Linked DNA regions of Rattus norvegicus: region 1 is linked to region 2. A link is a contact called in public Hi-C data. All regions are on one chromosome and are shown on one strand. The core of a region is the stretch at or near the end of the contact, and the rest is flanking DNA. Distances in the headings are between cores, read along the strand shown.

What was found. A called contact is a pair of places that touch in the nucleus more often than the background predicts.
Region 1: a Hi-C map of liver shows a contact between it and region 2, with 2.3 times the contacts expected there. The contact joins the enhancer-like site here to the promoter of Ppfibp2 in region 2. A contact is called at or near these places in 2 of 12 Hi-C or Micro-C datasets (liver and prefrontal cortex).

What each region holds. Positions count from the first base shown.
Region 1 is chr1:171,044,845-171,048,193 of GRCr8, reverse strand. It overlaps Ppfibp2 (PPFIA binding protein 2), which reads right to left. Exons shown (of 24, transcript NM_001100582.1): 15 at 270-411. Among named protein-coding and RNA genes, the nearest start is that of Cyb5r2, 29 kb to the left of the region's middle. Within about 2 kb of position 1,808, at least 15 of the 93 cell types and tissues checked have an H3K27ac peak or open chromatin away from gene starts, as enhancers often do. A contact at or near this core is called in liver, where this site is marked.
Region 2 is chr1:170,915,067-170,918,629 of GRCr8, reverse strand. Ppfibp2 (PPFIA binding protein 2) reads right to left here and starts at 1,981. Exons shown (of 24, transcript NM_001100582.1): 1 at 1,769-1,981.

The sequences.
Region 1 (3,349 bases), core at 559-3,058, 130 kb before region 2:
ATTTATCTAGAGCAATGAAAATATAGGGCAGCATTGAGTTTCAAGAACTAAAGCATGGCCCAGGGGGAATAGCCAGGTAGAGGAGTTTGGGGTAAGTAAGGAGAACTCTGTGAACACCAAAAGAGGACCTCTTGGACCACATCAAACCATCTGCTGCTGGCCACATTTGCTAGGAAAATACTCTCAACTTTGGAGTATATATATTGTCAGCTTAGTGACTGTTAAGGACACTGCTCCTGAGGCCACCAACCCAAGGGCTAGATACTCACTCAGCTTTGGCTGGCTGCTCCCTGAAGAGTCAGGCTGGAGGGAGGCAGTAGGAGGAGATTTGGCAGCTTCTCCATTGGGTGTGGCTCCTGAGAGCTTCCCAGGTAACGTGGGGTATTTCTGCTCTGCTAGGAAAGAGCTGTCCTATTGAAAAGAGAGAGGGGGCAGGGGTGTCAAATTAACCCTCATACTCTAGCTCAAACCAGTTAGGAAATCTTTATGTGCATAAACCCCTTCTTCAAGAATTGCTTTTCACTTAGGTTGACTCAAAGATCCTTTCTCCTGGTCTAGAAGAAAGGTAACGATCTATCCATACAGTGAGATAGAGAAGGGATCAAGCCCAAATCTAGAGATGACTATAACTACTCTCAGAAAAGGAGCCCTGTAACCTTTGTCCCATGTTAGTTAAAGGTTCACTGAATTCACAGTCCTGACCTCTACCCAGGCTCTTCAAAAACACAAGCCACAGTTTTGCTTGATCCCAAGGGATAGGAAAGCAAGAGGAGTATGGTCCAAGTTTCTCTGATCTCTCCGTATTTGTGTTTTTCTGTGGTTACAAAAGTCTTTTTGTTAAGTAAGACCCTTACTCAGACCAGACCAAGGCAGATCTCTGCAAGGGCTTAGCCATGAGCATAGCCATGTTACAGCAGTGATAATAGAGTCTATAGGAACTTAGAACCATCCCCTTTGAGGTACCACTTAGATTCAATAAGCACCATGGCTAGATTCTGGCTAAAAAGAAATCCCAATAAAGCCAGCTGATTTTAAGAAGAAAGACTAGCGTTTATTTTATTTTGCTAAGAAGTATATAAAGATCACTAACACTACAAACCCAACAAAAACATATAGAACACATTGCAAGTGTGAGCATTAAAAGAAAATAAGACAACATCACCAAGAGATCACTTGATTGGACCCAGAAGAAGAGTAATATGAGAGGCAGAACCAATCTTAAAACTGGAAAGTCAGAATGGGGCTGGATGACTGCCAAGACCAAGACAGCTTCAGAAGCTTCATTCACTGAAAGTCAGGTGTGTAGTACATTTCTTTTTTTTTTTTTTTTTTAGTACAGAATAGAGTTTATTCAGGGCAGGGGGAGGGGAGTTAAGAGGGTAGTAGGGCAGAGAAAGAGAGCAGAGAAATAGAAGAGTAGAGGCCGGCCATGAGCACCTGGAGAGAGGGAGAAGGGAATGGGGAGAGAAGGGACAAAGGGACAAGAGAAAGCAAGAGGAAGCAGGAGCAAGAGCGTGTAGTACATTTCTGAATTCAGTATGCTTCCATGTCCTAGGAGCCGTTTGAAATTCAGTTCATTTACTGCACATTGGCAAGAGCCTCCACATAAGAATTTAGAAATGAGAAGTCTGGAGAGAAATGAGAGTGTTAAAGAAACCTGGTCCATGAATAGACATGTCAGAATGTCCAGAAATGAAAGTCATGACATCTTTAAGCTTGTGATGGCCTGCAAGGCAGAGAGGTCAGGCATGATCAGACATGTGAACCAGCCCAGCAGCTTCCCAGTGCCAGCTCATCTACTGGCAGCTGCTTTACACTCACCCAGGGCACTATGAAAACAACACCAACTAATGGGCTCCTCCCTAGCCCTGTGAATCAGTCCCTCTGAAAATGAATCCACTTCAAGTACTTTTAAACAGGCCTCTTGGATTATTCTAATACTCAGTCAGATTTAGACCATGGGAAAAGAATAGTCAAAACAGTTAAGAGATTTGTAGGCTGGGGAGAGTGCTCTGCAGATAAATGCACTAACTATCCAATCCTAATGACCCAAGTTCAATTCCTGGAACCCATTAAAAAGCCAGATGTGACGGCATACATTTATAGACCCAGCACTCCTATAATGGGATGAGGAAGAGAGAGAAGAATCACCCAGAAGCTTGAAGGTCATCTACTTCACAGTGAGGTCAGCGAGTCCACAGTGAGTTCAGCTAGCCTGCAGTGAGGTCAGCTAGCTTATGGTGAAGTCATCTAGCCAACAGTGAGGTCAACTAGCCTGAAGTAAAGTCAGCTAGCCCTAAGTGAGGTAATCTAGTCAATGGTGACGTCAGCTAGCCCACAGTGAGGTCAGTTAGTCTGCAGTGAGGTCATCTAGCCTGTAATGAGGTCAGCTAGCTGATGGTGAGGTCAGCCAATCTGCAGTGAGGCCATCTAGCCAGTAGCGAAGTCAACTAGCCCATGGTGAGGTCAACTAGCCTGTGATGATGTCATCAAGCCCTCAATGAGGTCAGCCCTCAGTGAGGTCAACTAGCCTGTGATGAGGTCAGCCAGCCTGCAGTGAGGAATGCAGCTACAGGGGCAACAACAGAGGTCCTCCTTCAGTGAGGAATAAGATGAAAAATGAGCACCTTAAGTAGACCTCTAACACATGTGCTCACACAAACACAATAAAATAGTTGGGCTTTGTTTTAAGTTTAGAGAACCAAAGGACCAGACACCAAGTTCCATCTTCCATAAGAAATACAAAGAGGGAAGGATTCTCAAAAGGGTTTTTTGTTCAGTGATCACATACGATTCCCCAGTATAAAGCCAGGACAACAGAAAGACCCTGACCATGGCCATCTAGAGGTCTCTGAAGAGTTTAGGTACAGACTGAACATGCCCTAACCCAAGGATGATTGAAGGCCCAGACCAATAAGGAACAGAGTGCAATGGAGTGGGCTCTCTGAGCTCTGCTTCAGCCAAGAAACAAAGCTGAGGGAATGACTCACTGTGGAGAAAGGAATGGGACGTCAAGGCAGGACAAGAAGGAGACAGGAATACCTGACCCCAATTGTTCCCTAGCCTCAAGAATAACTCCAACTGTGGGGAGCCAAAGAGCAGGGCAGAACCTGCCACCCAGCTGCTCTAAATCAGAACAAAAGGGTGGCCTACTAGCTCAGAGAGGGCTAAGCTTCTGGCCAGAATGACTCAGGGAAAGCCCTTTCTGTGTAACCTCTCAAACCCTCTGTTTGCTCATTTCTAGCAGGTGAATAACAATTCCTCCCCTAGGTTAGCTGAAGAATAATAAGCACAGAGCCCAGTAAACAGCTTTCAGCAGACAAACAGAAGAATAGGAAATATAACAGAT
Region 2 (3,563 bases), core at 732-3,231:
CAGGAGAGAAATGGGTTAGAAATGCAGAATGGCAGACTTCACCCCTGACCCACAGCGTCAAAGTCCACATTGGAAGAGCATCAGGTGATTCTCAAGCTTGTGGCTGAAGCACACTGCTCTAAAATGTCAGCTGACCCTTCTCTCCACAAATGTTTACTAGATTTCTGTCAGGCTGGGGGTTGGAAAGGTCAAAGTTCAAGGACTCTAACTTTGATAACCTCAGTTGACCACAAGTCAGTCTCTGCTCAATATCTCTCTCATACATGGATGTCCCTGGCCTTGGGCCATCTGGGACCATTGGCTTTATTTATTTTTTGTTGTTGTTATTTTGCTTTATCTACTAGTCAGGCCAGGAACCAAGAAGGACCAGTAGCCATTTCTTAGTGATTGACTGAGTTTGCCTTATAGACCTCTCCATGGCCCAGGTTCTCCCCTAACATCTTCTTGTGAGATCCCTCATATAGACCGTTTTAAAGCTTTCCCAGATTTTCCTTATTTTGGTGGGGAAAAAAAAAAAAAAAAACAAGAAAACTAGAATTTCTGTAAGTTTGTTCCAACCTTCAGCTACCTTTACCTCTTACATGTATCTCTTATGTTATTCACCTGCTTCGCACATCTGCCTTAGTTATCAAAACACAGACATCGGTAACAATAAACTAAAATTGACACATCATGGAGTCTCAAAGTAATACCACTAATATTCTATGTGAGGGCAGAGTGTTGTTGCTCAGCGGTAGAGCACTTGCCTAGCATTCGCAAGGATCTAAATTAGATCACCAGTCCCCATCACCATCAGCCTTAAATAAAATCCCAAGTGAAAATAACAACAAAAGACTTAACGATAGTCCACTTTAAAGTCACTTAAATACGCATACAAATGGGCTGGTGAAGAAAGAAATAATTTCTAATCGGATAACATTTTAATATGCCAATAGTAATCTAAGACTGAAGATTAATTAGGTCTGTGGTTGACTTCCTTCCTGTAGTTGAGCATTTAACTTAAAATACACGGTCATCTTATAAGCACTACAATCTACAGTATAATCAGTTAAGGACCAAGAGAAACGAAGACAACCAGGAATAAAAACAAAATATAAAGAGGAAGAGTAATCTATATCAAATATCTCAATGCTCTAAAAGAAAGAACTGAATGCCTATTTGAATCCTACCGGAACCTTGGAAGTTCTGCTTTTTAAACATAACAACCTTATTTTAATAGGAGGGAAAAGTATGGGTCTGGTGTCCGAATGGAGGGAGGAAGGGAGAAAGGAGGAGGACCCACTTTTAAAAACAGAAGCATCCCCACACCCTAATCCTGCCTGGAGCCTTTGGGAAGCGTGTTGCATTTAGCAGTTAGTGCACAGAACTGTTCCTGGCCAAGGCGCTCCAGACCATGGGTCTATGGAACCCACCTTGGGCTCTGGAACCCACCTTGGGCTCTCCCGGTTGACGCCGCTGCTACTTTCACGAGACACAAGGCTGGGACAAAATCGCCCGAAACTCTGAAATATCGGAACACCCCAGTATCCCACTCTGCCACCTGTAGAAGAGCGGGGCTGGTGGCAAATCCGGAGCAGGGTCGGGGAGAGAACTCAAGCAAATCCACGGGAGTTACTCCGTTTTCTCAGTTTCCCAGATAAATAAGTGGGTACCCAAGTCTTAAAACGTTCGGAGGTCTAAAGGACCACGGACCCCCAGGTAGTCCTTGGATCTGGGGGTACTCAGTTCCCGGGATAGCGGTGATGCGAGGCAGGAAGAGCCCACTAACCTGGAGGAAGAGCGCAGCTTCTCTCTCGGAGGCTCAGGTATGCAGGTCGCTCCGGTGTGCCCCTTACTCTTTCCAACATAAGAGCCGAGAACCAAGTGACAGGCCACCGGCCCAAGAACCAACTGCCAACTAAGTGGCTGACCCGCCAGCACCAACCGGGTCCGGCACCCACGTGACGGGGGCGGGGACCCCAGAGAGGCTCGTCCGGGAGTGTGGCTCTCTAGCTGCTGGGGCCTTCCCCTAGGACCGCCCCTTTGCCACCCCTCCTCCTTCTCGCGCACCGCGGTGGCCAGCGAGCACCCAAGAGCCACAGTTCCAGTTCCACAGGGACTTGCCTGGTTAGCTCCGCCCCCAGACAGTACTCGCGTGCTGGCTCAAACCCCACCCCTCCCGAAAGACCACGCCCCTCTCTGGGTCCAACCCACTGGTTGCACCTCGTACTCTTAGCACCCTTCTGGCCTCAGAAAGGCCCCTAGGCACTTTCCTTGTGTCCCACTGTGCTCAGGTCTCCAGAGCTTTTGTAATCAGTCAGCAGAACGAGGAAAGCGTGCAAAGAATTGCTGAGAGGAGCGCGCGACGCACACACGCACACGCACACGCACCGGGCCTTGTGTGATCCCATTGAGATTAAAAGCTGCATCATTCCCAGACCACCCCCAGTGTCAACCTTAGGTCTGTCTAAGCTCAACCTGCACCTCCCCCACCCCTCCCCCGACCTTCCTGGAGGTCCCTCTAGTGGTTAAAGCTCTGGTGTTCAGTCTTGTGAATAACTAAAGACAGAACACTATCTGTGCCCTGCAAGGTCAGGTATAAATGCAAAACAAAACAAAACAAAACAAAAACAAAAACAAACAAACAAAAAACCTGGAGACCAAGTCCTAGCACCTACCTCGAGCGTGCATAAGGCCTTCGGTTTTATCACAGATGCTTGCCCTACCCGGGCCTCCAAGGACCGGTTGCTCAGCTTATCTGCTTAAAATCTCCAGTGCCTCAGATGGCAGAAACACAGGGACTCTGGCAGGAGTCACTACTAAGCTGGACTCCAGTTGCTTGCACCTGGAGTGTTGACAGACACTACAGGACACATCTTTTTTTTTTTTAATTAGTCTAAAATTACTGGTATGGCTAGAGGCTTACACACATGAACAGAACATAAACACTGTAAAAAACAGGTGTGTGAGCACTGCGGGGACATGACTAGCAGCAGAGTAAAGGCAAGCCAGTAGAGGAAGACTGGGGCCCAGGGAGACATGTGTCACAGCAGGACGCCCTTCGGTTCTTTCACTTCCTTAAAATAGCGGCAGAGAGGCTTTTGGAGACAGAGCCTGCGCAGTTCACATAAGTTCACATGTGGGCAGTTCCAAATCCCACCGGTAGCCTGGGGATGCAGGGGCAGTTTCTTTCCCCAGGCCCCCAGAAACTGCTAGCATTTTCTCAGAACTATACAATTATTTTGTAAACTGTTTTATGAAATTGGCTTTCTCAAGCTTATGTGCAGTTTGGGAAGGGGCTTTAACATTATGGATGTTTTCCTCCCAACTCCAGAGGGTCTGATTTGATGGCATTTGAGAGGATAGCCTGGATATTAAGATTCTTAACGTTCCCCTGGTGATTCTAATGTGTAGCAATATAATAACCACTGCTATGGGGCATGGAGACACCATTGATCTTCATTTAAATCCAACCAGAACGGAACTGAAAAACACACATGAAAGGTGTTCCCAGGCCCGCATGCTGTTAGGAAAAGTAGCAAAGAACAAATTTCACCTAAAAGAAATATTCTCCCTCTAGGGAT